2 separate regions of the Rattus norvegicus genome follow, and region 2 is linked to region 1. The links are chromatin contacts, called in public Hi-C maps. All regions are on one chromosome and are shown on one strand. Each heading gives the region's core, a stretch centred on a gene start, on an enhancer-like site or on the middle of the called end of the contact. The rest is flanking DNA. Distances are from core to core; before and after follow the strand shown. Region 1 holds the start of Nedd4l (NEDD4 like E3 ubiquitin protein ligase). Region 2 overlaps Nedd4l (NEDD4 like E3 ubiquitin protein ligase).

Evidence for each region. A called contact is a pair of places that touch in the nucleus more often than the background predicts.
Region 2: a contact with region 1 is called in a Hi-C map of Schwann cells, with 7 times the contacts expected there. The contact joins the enhancer-like site here to the promoter of Nedd4l in region 1. A contact is called at or near these places in 12 of 12 Hi-C or Micro-C datasets (the A7r5 cell line, the Rat2 cell line, Schwann cells and 7 more) and 1 of 1 datasets of contacts at active chromatin or transcription factors (oligodendrocytes).

Annotation. Positions count from the first base shown.
Region 1 is chr18:60,661,240-60,667,481 of GRCr8, forward strand. It overlaps Nedd4l (NEDD4 like E3 ubiquitin protein ligase), which reads left to right and starts at 2,731. Exons shown (of 31, transcript NM_001401320.1): 1 at 2,731-3,070. The coding sequence starts at 3,023.
Region 2 is chr18:60,716,821-60,723,062 of GRCr8, forward strand. All of the region lies in intron 1 of Nedd4l (NEDD4 like E3 ubiquitin protein ligase), which reads left to right. Among named protein-coding and RNA genes, the nearest start is that of Nedd4l, 56 kb to the left of the region's middle. Within about 2 kb of position 3,736, at least 20 of the 93 cell types and tissues checked have an H3K27ac peak or open chromatin away from gene starts, as enhancers often do. A contact at or near this core is called in the A7r5 cell line, Schwann cells and prefrontal cortex, where this site is marked.

The sequences.
Region 1 (6,242 bases), core at 1,481-3,980:
CTGGCTGTGATGGGAGCGGGAGGGAGCAGGATGACAAGAGGTTGGATGAGAAAGTTTGACAGCCCTCTACAGTATCTGGATGACTGTGCCTGTTGTCTGACTTTACCCGGAGAGATGAACAGATGTGTCTTCATCTCAGATAGGACACGATGAAACAGTTCCTCCTGACATAGCTTGGGGAACCGATGAGTTTATCGGGATTACTCAAAGGAACTTGAGTGACTCAAAGTCAGCTGCACCTCGGAAAAGCCCATCTATACTATCAGAAGGCAGCGTCCCTACAGCTCCCTGCCCAACTTGCAGGCACTGCTGGTCTTCCCTTCGGGAACTTACTGTTCTCAGTAAGCCTTGCAGCTGTCTGAGCCAATCTGAGGAGCCTCCCTCCCGGAGAGAATGTTTCGGTTTAGAGAGAATAGTTATTTAAGTCGGCCTCACCTCTAGAATGACAATGATAATTTTTCTTAAAATTTGTTTTATTTATACGTATGTCTGCATGGCTGGACGTGTGTGAAGACAGAGGAGCTCATTTGATCCCTTGGATCTGGAGTTGCAGGCATCGCAGGAGGATGGGCTTGTTACCAAATCATCTCTCAAGCCCCTGGAAACAGTTTCCTTTCAGGAAATTTAAAGAGTTCATCGCCCTTGCCCCATAACACAACGTGAACTGCAAATTTGACAAAGGCCTGCTCGTATATGTTGAGAAGCAATGACTTTCATTTATGTGGGTCATAGACACATAGAAGGTCGTCTGAAATTGTGTGTGTGTGTGTGTGTGTGTGTGTGTGTGTGTGTGTGTGTACCTTTTATTAAAAAGAAAAATAACATAGGTTTCATGGAAATCCTTGGCATGAAAAAGCCCAGGACAGCATTGGCCTATGACATGTGTGCTTTCACAATTTTTATTTCTTAGTAGGGATTGAGGGGCTCATGTTAGGGCTCATGTTAGGTCTCAAACCCAGGACAGATGGCTGAGGTGCCCATTTAACATATCAAAGTCAATGGGGGGGACAGGTTCTCTGGTCTCCCAGCATCCCTCAGTCCCTACTTGTTACAGGGTATGGTTAGCACACCCCCACTCAGTACCCTAAAGTTTTCCAGCCCAGGGGCTGGGCTTCCTTTCCCCCAACTACCCGGTTTTTTCATCTACTCCTTTGGCCCTGGCTGTCTTGGCTGGAAGTTGCTCCCTGTGTCCCCACCCCGTCCCCCATCTCAGGGTCATGTCCACTCCGGACTCTCCCAGATGTCCCTGTCTTTGGCCATGCTCTCCCACATATTTATAGTAAACTTTCTCCACCATACTTAGGAGCTTTTCTCCCCCACCCCCGTGCCTCCCTCCCCCTCCTTCCTTCCCCCCTTCCCTCTCTGAGCAGTGTGCTGATTCCATGGGGCTGACTTCAAAGGAAAGTCATCACATTGGGACACATTGCAATGGAGAAAAGAGAGGACTTATGTTTGGGGCTGGTGCAACATCCTTCGTTTTGATTTGCAGGTGCACAGCAAGTACTTGGCCGCTTAGCAGGGACAGGCGAGCTGAGTCAGTTGATCTTGTGAGTTCTCTCTTCCTTCAGTGAAAATCCTAAGCACCCAGACAATACCAGACACTCTGGTGCTTTCTATTTAAAGACAAACAAAATGTTCTTCCTGTTTTCTTTTCTAATTTACCACTGCACTCAACATTTAAATTTAAGGAGCAAACGGCTTCCTTTTTTTTTTTTTTTTTTGGGACAGTGTCTCTCTGTATAGCTGATTGTCCTGAATTTACCATGCAGACCTAGCTGTTCCTCGAACACACTAAGATCCGGTCTGCCTCTGCCTCCCGGGTGCTGGGATTAAAGGCACGCCCCGCCACGCCCCTCTCCTAGGAAAGACTTCTTGAAAAAAGTAGAGTGACGAATTCCTAAACATCGAAGGATTAAATGAAGGGCTTGCTAGAGAAACTCCCTATCTGGAACGTGGGAAGATTCCTACGGTGGCTAATAAGACATCTCCATCGTTTGCGTTTGTAAAGGACAAACTTAAACTTGAATTTGGTATTTCACGTTGTGCCTCACAAAACGAGCTTTTATCAAAGAACTAGGCAGCCGGTTTCAAGTGGGTGGGTGTGTACTTAGCGCGGGCGCAGAGTTGGTTTTGTTCCCAGTTGAGTTGACACCAGCAATGGCGACTCACGGCCACACCGGGGCAGCCTCTCCAAGGCTGGCCGCCCGGCCAGGAAAATCGCTTTGGTGAGCTGAAGCTCTTAGCCAAGTCTGGCCTGCCATAGCTGCCAAGAATTTAAAGGGGGTCTAGAAACATGCATCTTCGCTCTTTTTTAGAGCTCCTGGAGACTCTGTGTTAAAAAGGAAAAAAGAAAAAGAGAAAAAGACGGGCATAGTGGTTTTGTTGTTGTTTCACGGTGTCTTCACGGTCCCCTAAGGTCCACTCTACGGGTACCCAAAACAGAAAGAAGCGGGGCAAGAGGAGGGTCAACCCGGCAGGCCCAGCCCGCCAGGGCGCGCCCCAGCTCAGCACTGTGCGCCGGGTGACCCAGGAGGCGCGGGGGTGGGGTGGGCGTGGGGCGAAACACCACCACCCCCGCGGCCCGCCCCCCAGCCCGGCCTGTGATTGGCTTGGGGGGCGCGAGTGCCCGCCCCGGCGAGCGGGAGGGTCCCCTTGGGCGCCGGGCGGCGCAGGCGGGGCGGGGAGAGCCGGCCGGGCGGAGCAGGCGAGGGGCGGGCGCGCGGGTCCCGGGGATCGCCGAGCGGGCTTGGGGGAGGCCGGGAGAGCCATCAACCGGGGCGGGAGCCCGGCGGGCTCAGCACAGAGAGGGGAGAGCTCCGGGCCAGCTGCCGTTCGGCGCGCTCTCGGAGCCGCCAGTCCGCGCGTCTCCGCAGCCTTCCGGGAGGAAGCGGCGCCGCGGCCGGGTGCAGCCTCACCTGCCGGCCCTTCCCCGCCGGGCGGCGCAGAAGGACAGAGGGTCGCGGCCCCGCGACGCACTTCAGCCCGTCGCAGCGTCTAGGACCCCGCGCGGGACGCCGGCTCCATGGCGACCGGGCTCGGGGAGCCTATCTACGGACTTTCGGAAGAGGAGGTGAGTTCCTGCCCAGAGCGCTGTGAGGAGGGGACAGGGCCCACTCTGCTGTGAGCGTCCCCCGCCAGCAGGGGCTTCGGGACTACGGGTGATCCCGAGCGGTCCCGGGCAGTGGGTGGCTTGGTCCTCCCTCTTCACCCGGGCGGTGCGCTTCGCCCGTGGCTCTCGGGGTGGGCGGAGGCCGCGTGCGCCGCTGCCCCGCGGGTCCCTTTCCTCTGCAAGCTGTCTCTCGGGGCGGTTGGGCAACTTTTCTGGACTACGCTCCTGCAACCCGGAGTCCGTGACGTGTGTCACGTCTAGGTGGCCGCAGGGGTCTTTGCGTGGTGCCGGCGATCTGGGGGCTGCTAAGGAGCCTAGTGGTGTCTTCCCCCGGGACTTTTCTTGCTAATGGGCGCTCCGTAGCAGATGTGTGCAGATCCCGGCAAGAGTGAGGGACACCGGAGAGTTGCGTGCGGCTGACCCTGCTCTTGCAAAGTCTGGAGCTGGGATTGTGTGTTTCAGAGTCTCTTATTTTGGTGTGTGGAGGTGATCTGGGGAGGAGGCAGGTGCTGCAGGAAACTTAGGGGAAGCTTGCAACCCTGCCATTTCTCTCCGGTCCGGAGGATTCAAAGCCCGGCATCTCTGGGGTGGGTGGAGAGAAGAAAGCTCCATTGATCTCTTTTATTAATAAAACGAATGAAATAAGCCACACCCCCAAACGGTCGGTTTGACTGGAGAGGGCTTTGTTTTTAAAAACCCTACTCGCTCATCGCGGTCCCCACTCCCCCTTTTGAAACGATCCTGCTAAATCACTGCTCAGCCCTCACTCGACCAGCCATTCTCGACTCTTATTGGTGTGTTGCTCTGCCAAAAAGGGGGGTGGGAGGCCTGTCGCGGGCGCGGAGTGACAGGCAGGCTGGATGGAGCAGGTAGGAGTGGTTCACCATCTGGCGGGGTGCGCGCCCAGGTCTGGCTCCCCTTTCGAGAGGTGAATTTACAACCCATGAAGCATTACTCAGCAGGGAGGTATTTCCTATCCTGGTTGTGCATTTCATGAAAAGTGGATGCCTGGAAATTTGGGCTTTCTCGGTCTCTCTTACCCTCCCTCCTTTCTTTCTGAGGTTCCCTCTTTCTCTGGTGATGGGGGTGGGGTTTAAAGGGAGTCTATTATCTGAGACAGGCTCACGTTGTGGCTTTGCTTTTTCCCTGCTGGCATGGGGTGTGTGTGTGTGTGTGTGTGTGTGTGTGTGTGTGTGTGTGTGTTCTACCTAAGTGTGGAATGAAATGGGTATCTTGTGGAAGGCAGGGCGTGTAGGGGTTGATTTTATTTTATTTTTTGATAGTGCTGGATAAGCTTACTGGACTGCTTGTGATCAAAGAATGATCACAATGCAAGTAATGTGTGGTGTGTTTCTGATTTGCTTGTGTAGAATAAATTGTGTGTGTGTGTGTGTGTGCGCGTGCAGTCACCTGGAGATGGGCAAAAGTAGAATTGTTTTGTTTACCTAGGGGAGTCTCCTCCTAGCTCCTTATCTGGAGCTGGAGAGCAGTCAGATGTCTTGAGGTGCTGAGATTCTGCCCTTCCTAAACAAAGGGCTTCCTGGGTGAGGTATCAAGGGAGTTGAAGACAGCTGTGTTTCATCTTAGATTCTCTTTAATTTTTTTTTTAAAAAATAACAGGATTATTTTTAAAAGCTCCTTGAAAGGAACATTTTGAGACTGTTTTGGAAAATGTATCTGCATAAAGGAATTCTTTCTGTCACTGTTGCGTCCATCTCTGCTTTGTTTACCATGACAGCCTGTGACAGAATCCACCTCAGGGCGCATCTTGCCACTTTTGTTTTCCAGAGAATCCCTGTAGATCTTGACCGGTGTGGGGTGTGAAAGTGGAGAGCACAGACACGGAACCGAGTGTGTGTGGGCTCGCCTGTGACTCTCCCCTCCTCCTGTTATCAGAGGGACTGGATAGGGGATAGAATACACAATTTATCTGGGTATCGCCTTGCTATTGACGGTTCTGTTTAGTTACACACATCACATATGACACAAAATAAGCCTCACCTACCTCTTTTCATTTTTCTCTTACCAATAGACAATGGATGCCTTCATATTTCTAAGGTATCTGTTTGGTATGGGAGGTTTCTTTCTGTTCAGGGGGGCCCTTGAAGACAGGCAGAATGCCTTTGTATAATATTAATATCGATTTATTAAATGTATTTGGTTTGTCTCCGGAATTAGTCTGGAAGCAAACAAAGGCCAGCAATTAACAGGCTCTGGATGTGGAATGCCCAAGCACCTCAGGCTTGCCAAGTGTTAAAAAGGGTGTACCAGTGGGCCACAAGTATCACGCGAGGGTGCTTGTTTAGCTGTAGAAAGGAGTCCACTTATAAACCTCTCTGCAAGTGGAGGGTACCCAGGGTTTCCTTGTGAGTAGACTTGTGTTTATATTTGATGGTGCCAGAAAGCATTCTGCATTTGGAATGGACTTAGTCATGCCCCGTCTTATAAAGCACTGGCGAGCTCTGTACTGTCTGTCAAGCATAGTGCCAATCTAGAACCTAGCAAGATAGCAGAGCCAAGATGCTGCTGCTTGGGGTCATCGGGCTGAGGTCTGGCTAGTATACACATGTATATGGGAGAATGGTTGGGATGTAGGTTTTGCTCCTGTGGGCATACATGCCACACAGCTTTTTGCCACGCTTTGCAGCTGAATGTCTTCGGGTGATTTAGAATTCATATTCACTCTTATTTAAATCATTTCGGTTTCGGGAACCAAAATCAAAAGCTCCCTCCGTGGAGTTTGGGTGCTGAAAGGGATTGGGTAATGAACAGCAGTTCTTATTCACGGCTGAGGATCAGATTTGGTTTTGAATCAGAACGGCTTGGACTAGTTTCTGCAACTGGCCTGGGTCCTTGAAGAGCCTTCTTCTTGTTGGTACTTAAAATTGTGGCCATCTGAGGGCCTGCTGGCATGGTTTACTCAAGACTGCTATTGTTACTTTTTTGAAGTGTTTCATTACACCTGAGACAGGGGTCTTCTCTGGGTCGGGGAGAGTTTCTATTGGATTCAGGGTTTCAATGACAACCGTTTGAAAAGATGCGCTGTGGTGTCCCAGCACTTAGGGAGCTGAAGAAGGGCCGGTGAGCTTGAGGCCAGCCTCGACTAAATGCCAACAGACAAACCAAGAAGCAA
Region 2 (6,242 bases), core at 2,486-4,985, 57 kb after region 1:
TTTGCTCACAGTATCCCTTTAGGGATACCCTATAGGATGGTAAAATGCTTTGAGTGTCAGCAGTGCACATAAAGCTTATTGAGATAAAACCCACATATGCACATGCGCTACCCATTTAAAGAATATTGCTGATCAGGGTATGGTAACTGTATGTAACCTCAGCAGTCTGGAGGTTGAGGCAGGGAGATCTGATCTTCAAGTCCAGCCTGGGCTACACAGCATGACCCTATTTCAAAGAAGGAAACAAGGGGGCTGGAGAGATGGCTCAGTGGTTAAGAGCACTGACTGCTCTTCCAGAGGTCCTGAGTTCAATTCCCAGCAACCACATGGTGGCTCACAACCATCTGTAATGAGATCTGATGCCCTCTTCTGGTGTGTCTGAAGACAGCTACAGTGTACTTATATATAATAAATAAATAAATCTTAAAAAAGAGAGAAGGAAATAAAGAATACAATTGACTTTTTTTTCGTTGTTGTTTAAAATCATGGTCCCATTGGGACACCCTCGTTTTAATTTTGGAATATTTTGTTATCCCACAAAGGTGGTTAGCACCACACACCCATCAATTTCCATGTCTCCCCCACACCCCTTTCTCTTGCCTTTAAGCAATTGCTAACTTACTACCTGAGGCTTTAGATTAGCCTGTTCTGGTTGTTTCCAATAACCAAATCATTCCCTGTGTGGTCCTTGACAACCTCAGTTAACATAGAGTCCTTGGGGTTATCCACACCATTGAAGCAAGTATTGGTACCCCATTTCTTTTTTAGTCATCAAACCATATCCACAGTATGGGCTACAGTATATTCTAAAGCTGTGCCATTTTTGAAGGTGCAAACTATGTGGACACTGTAAGGTACTGCTTTCTATGTTGATGGACAATGGGCTTCTACTTTTTTTTTTACTTTTTTTTTTTTACTATTAAAAATAGTGCAGGATTGTCACTAAATTAGTTAATTAACTAGTTAATTATTTTGAGATAGGTCTTAATATATAGTATAAACTGGCTTCAGCCTAAGCAGTCCACTTGCTTTAGCCTCCTCCCGAGTGTTGAAACTGTGTGTAGCCCCAGGCTCGCTCATGACAGGTCTCTGTACACAGAGATATGCACTTGCCTTGGCTCTGTGTCTAGAAATCCATCGGCCTCCTCGATCATGTAGGAAGTCCACAATTGACCGTCCATGGAACTACCAGGCAGTTCTCAAAAGAGCCCCTGCCACTCTCCATCCCCATTGGTAGCAGATAAGGGCTCCCAGATTTCCTGTGTCATGGCCGAGAGCCCTGTGTGTCTGAGTATAGCTGTCCTAGGAGTGTCATGGGCTGTTTTCTGTCACTTCTAGTATAGTGGAGAGCAGTTTTTCTCTCCCATATGTTTGCGTTTTTCCACTTGTAGCTTAAGCTGTTTTTAACTGGGGCAGATGTATAGTGTATGGTTGCTTACTGAGAGATGTCTACACGATAGTGTTTTAAAAGGCAACACTTCCACTGCCTACTCAGTTTTAAATGAGCTTCTTTTTCTTTTTAAGTATTTGACTCTTTAGCTTAATCAGTTTGCAAAACCTCTGATTTAGACTCAGGTTTAAACTGAGACGTGTATTACGGTTTTAATGTGAAATTATATCCTGTCACTTGTATGTGTGTGTGTGTGTGTGCGCACACGTGTGCAGATGTGTATTGTGTGCGCCCATATGTGTTGGAATGTGTTCCTGGGGGTGGCTGTATAGATGCAGGTACACGTGAAGGCCAGAGGATGATCAGGGATGTCTTTCCCTGCGTGCCATTCATCTTGTCTTTTGAGGCAGGGTCTCTCACTGGCCTAGAGCTCACCCAAGGAGTTTGAGCGGACTGGCTGATCCTACCCTGCTTCTTGGCTTCTTTTGTCAAAGCCAGAGAGGATTTATTTTTGGGTTACAGCTTGAGGGTTCTGTCCGTCATACAAGGAAGACAGAGCAGCAGGACTTGAGGGGGCTTGTCAGATTGCATCTGATGCCTGGAAGCAGAGTAGGAGGAGGAGAGGGAGAAGGAGAAGGAGATGGGGAAGGGGAAGGGAGAGGGAGAGAAGGGGAGGGGGGAGAAAGGGGGAGGGGGGAGGGAAAAGGGGAGTGGGAAAGAAGGGGGGAAGGAGGGGAGAGGGAAAAGAAGAGTCAGGAGGAGAGGGAAGAGGGGGAAGGACAGGGTTGAGGGGGAAGGAGAGGGATGAGGGGGAAGGAGAGGGAAGGGGGGAAGGAGAGGGTAGAGGGGAAGGAGAGGGATGAGGGGGAAGGAGAGGGTAGAGGGGGAAGGAGAGGGATGAGGGGGAAGGAGAGGGATGAGGGGGAAGGAGAGGGTAGAGGGGAAGGAGAGGGATGAGGGGGAAGGAGAGGGAAGGGGGAAGGAGAGGGTAGAGGGGGAAGGAGAGGGTAAAGGGGAAGGAGAGGGTAGAGGGGAAGGAGAGGGGTGAGGGGGAAGGAGAGGGATGAGGGGGAAGGAGAGGGATGAGGGGGAAGGAGAAGGTAGAGGGGAAGGAGAGGGTAGAGGGGGAAGGAGAGGGTAGAGGGGAAGGAGAGGGTAGAGGGGAAGGAGAGGGATGAGGGGGAAGGAGAGGGATGAGGGGGAAGGAGAGGGATGAGGGGGAAGGAGAAGGTAGAGGGGGAAGGAGAGGGATGGGGGGAAGGAGAGGGATGAGGGGGAAGGAGAAGGTAGAGGGGGAAGGAGAGGGATGAGGGGGAAGGAGAAGGTAGAGGGGGAAGGAGAGGGATGGGGGAAGGAGAGGGATGAGGGGGAAGGAGAAGGTAGAGGGGGAAGGAGAGGGATGAGGGGGAAGGAGAAGGTAGAGGGGGAAGGAGAGGGATGGGGGAAGGAGAGGGATGAGGGAGAAGGAGAGGGATGAGGGGGAAGGAGAAGGTAGAGGGGAAGGAGAGGGATGGGGGAAGGAGAGGGATGAGGGGGAAGGAGAGGGAAGGGGAAGGAGAGGGATGAGGAGGAAGGAGAGGGATGAGGGGGAAGGATTCAGGTAAGTTTCTATTTGTCTTTTTTTCTTTAAATCTAGTTTGTAGTTGGTAAAAAAAAATAAAATGCTTTTTCAATGTCTATATTTGACTTCATATTGTCGAACCATATGGTTTCTGCTGTGGGCAGAATGTTTAGTCTCCCCACAACCTCGAAATCCTGTCCCGCAGTGACGTGAGAAGGTGGAGCCTTTGGGAAGTGGTGAGCCCAGGAGCCCTCTCCTGGGGCCAGTGTCCTGAAAAAAGACAGACCCCAGGGGCCCCGTTAGCTCCCGACCCTCAGAGGCTGCAGCTGGGAGACCTGGCTGTGAGCCAGGAGGCGTCCCTCCCCAGACACCGGAACTTCAGGAGCCTTGATCTTGACCTCACAGACCCCTGGGAAGGGAAGTCTGTTTGTGACCCGTCACGAAGGGAGTTCACCTTAGGAACCCAAACGACGATGGTTTCTAAAGACGAGAGCAGTGCCCTGTGACCTCTCTGAGTAGCCAGCCTGGCATCATGCCTGCTTGGCTCTCTGTGGTGACAGAGCAGATGGCCTGTGCCTTCCTGGAGTAGATGGGCTAGCTAGGGCCAGATGGTAAAAGAACTAGTGTGGATGTGATTGCACAGGGCTGCGAGGAAGAAGTCTTTCCCCGTGTGTAATACATATATAATGCATATTTAACGAGGCAGTTTTGTGACATTCTATGTAGATGACTGTTGTCCCACGGGACTGTGATAGAACAGAAAAATCCCTGGTCTTTAGCGAGTTTTGGGCTGAGTCATACAGGCCATCCTCCTGTGTTCTGGTGACGCAGCTATAAGTGGCTGCTGTACTGTCAGCAAGTCACGATACAGCAGAACCTCATACACACCGCACACGCTTGCTAAAGGGAGACCGCAGTCACTTTATCCATTTGCTGTCACACCTTTGGCTGTCATTTCAGAGTATATACCTTCTTGCGGGTTTTGGATTTCGTGTGCATATGTATGCGTGGTGTGGGAAGGGCGTATAGATACAGTTTTATTTGGAAAACAAAACAAAACAAAACTACATGACTGGTGCCCAAGTAACAGATGGATTGGAATTGGAGGTGTGTGGACAGAGGCAAGGACGTGAGAACCCAGAGGGGTGGACTGAAGCCGAGGCGGTACTGGGGATGCTTCCTTTTTAATGAGTCTCCTTTTCCTTGATGGTACGGGCTTTCAGACACTTCTGCCTGCTTGTGTTTGATGTTGGGATAAATCTTTACGTGAGCCTGGAGAATTGGCTGAATGGTTAATTCGCTGTGTGAATCAGAGGACCCGAAACTATTTGCCAGGTCCCATGCGAGAAACCACATATGATGGCATATTTGCAGTCTGGGACTTCCTCTAGCAAGGTGGCTGGCAGAGACGGGAGGATTGCCTGGAAGTGTACAGGCCAGCTAACCTGAGATACACAGTGGAGAAATGAGAGAGACCCTTCTTCAACAGAAGGAAGGTGAAATCTAACTCCCGAACGCTGTCCACCGGCTGCCACGCCACGCCACTCCATGCCACGCCCACACGCCACGCCCACACGCCACGCCCACACGCCACGCCACGCCCACGTGCTGCGCCAAGCACACCCACACAACCACATAGAACAGTTAAATGCTAGAAATTGAAAATGAACACCTCTTTTGATAAGGGCCAGGCAGAAACCTCTTTTAGAGTTTGCAGAGATATATCTTAGATGACTGTTTGAGGGAACTTGTGCAGTGATAATGCAGCAGCTGAACTAGAGAATGTGTCCTCATGGCTTGCTCCTGCTCTGGTACATTTGGAAACTGCAGAGTTTGCTTTGGGTCCAGTCTGCTAGGTATGGCACTCACAAATTGTAGGGGAAGATGCTTCTGCTATTGGCATCCCTGGAAGGCCTTAGAAAGCCTGTTTCTAAAGTACGTTTTTTTCTTATTGGGGTTACCAAATGCAGCATGCATTGTTGGGTAGCATTTGACACAGATTAGTAGACATCATTCTGGTTGGTGGAGAAACTAGACATTTATGTGGACACACATATGGGTTCCTCTGCCTGGGGACACTTGTACACAGATGTAGCAGCTTGAAAACATCAGGGATCTGTTATTTTGCTTTGTGTGTGTGTGTGTGTGTGTGTGTGTGTGTGTGTGTGTGTTTATATTTGTGTGTTTATGTGTGTTCCAACATGTGTTCACTGAGCTAAAATCAAGTGCTTTGGGGGCTACATTCCTTCCTGAGGTTGTAGGAGAGCACTTCCCGAATGTTCAGCTTCTGGAGGTGCCTGCTTTCCAAGGTCCCCCTTTCCAGTTTAATGGCCGCTGAGCCATCTCCGCGCACACTCATGGCTACAGCTGTCTGTCCGTCCCCTTTGCTCAGGCTTCTTTTCCTACTTTCAAGAAAGAACTGTTGTGATTACGTCATGCTCACCTGCATAATCAAGGAGGGTCTTTCTGTTTTAAGGTCAGCTGACTGGCAACTTGAATTTCATCTGCAGACTGAGTGTCCCCTCTCCATGTAACCCAGCAGAGTCAGGGAGTCTGGCTCAGGCTGTGGGCACCTCTTCAGACCATCGTTCTGTCTCCTGTAGTGGTAGGCTTAATTTTAGTCTGCCTACGTTTTGAATTTATTTAGCTTATCGGCCTTGGTCTGTCTGTCTTCGTTCTCTCTCTCTTCCTCCTTTTCTAGTCTAGTCACGCGGCACGAACTTTAAAAATCACAGAATTAGATTTCCTTCTGGGAACGGAGGCCTCCGTGGAATTCCTGTCTGTTGGCGATTGTTTTCCTGAAGTCTTTGGGTAGGTGCTGAAGAGTTGTTTAGGAAGGCCGGAGAGCTAAATTGTGTTGACTCTCATTAGTGCAGGATATTAAAGCACTAAGAGGGGTGCCCCAGGGGTCCTCTCATGATGAACCTCAAAGCTTGTCATGGGATGCTCAAAAGAAACACTGGATTCTTACATCCAGTGCTTTGATGGAGGAAGAAACCAGGTCTGGGTTGAGATGGAGGAGCTAGGGTTCTATTATTGGACCTTCGGAGAATGACTTGCACTTTCCGTGCTCGGTTTAATATCTTCTTCAGTGGTGAGAACACATCTATCTTGTACGTGTTATATAGCAAAACAGGACGGGGGTGGGGAAGTGAGCCGAACTGAGCCCGTCGATGGGAACACTTCTGTAAGCAATCTTAATAGAGGGGATTTTTAACCTCCACTTGGGTGTGAGCTTGACGTTAGAGATCTTAGAATACGATTCTCTCCCCTTACCCCCTAGTAATATAG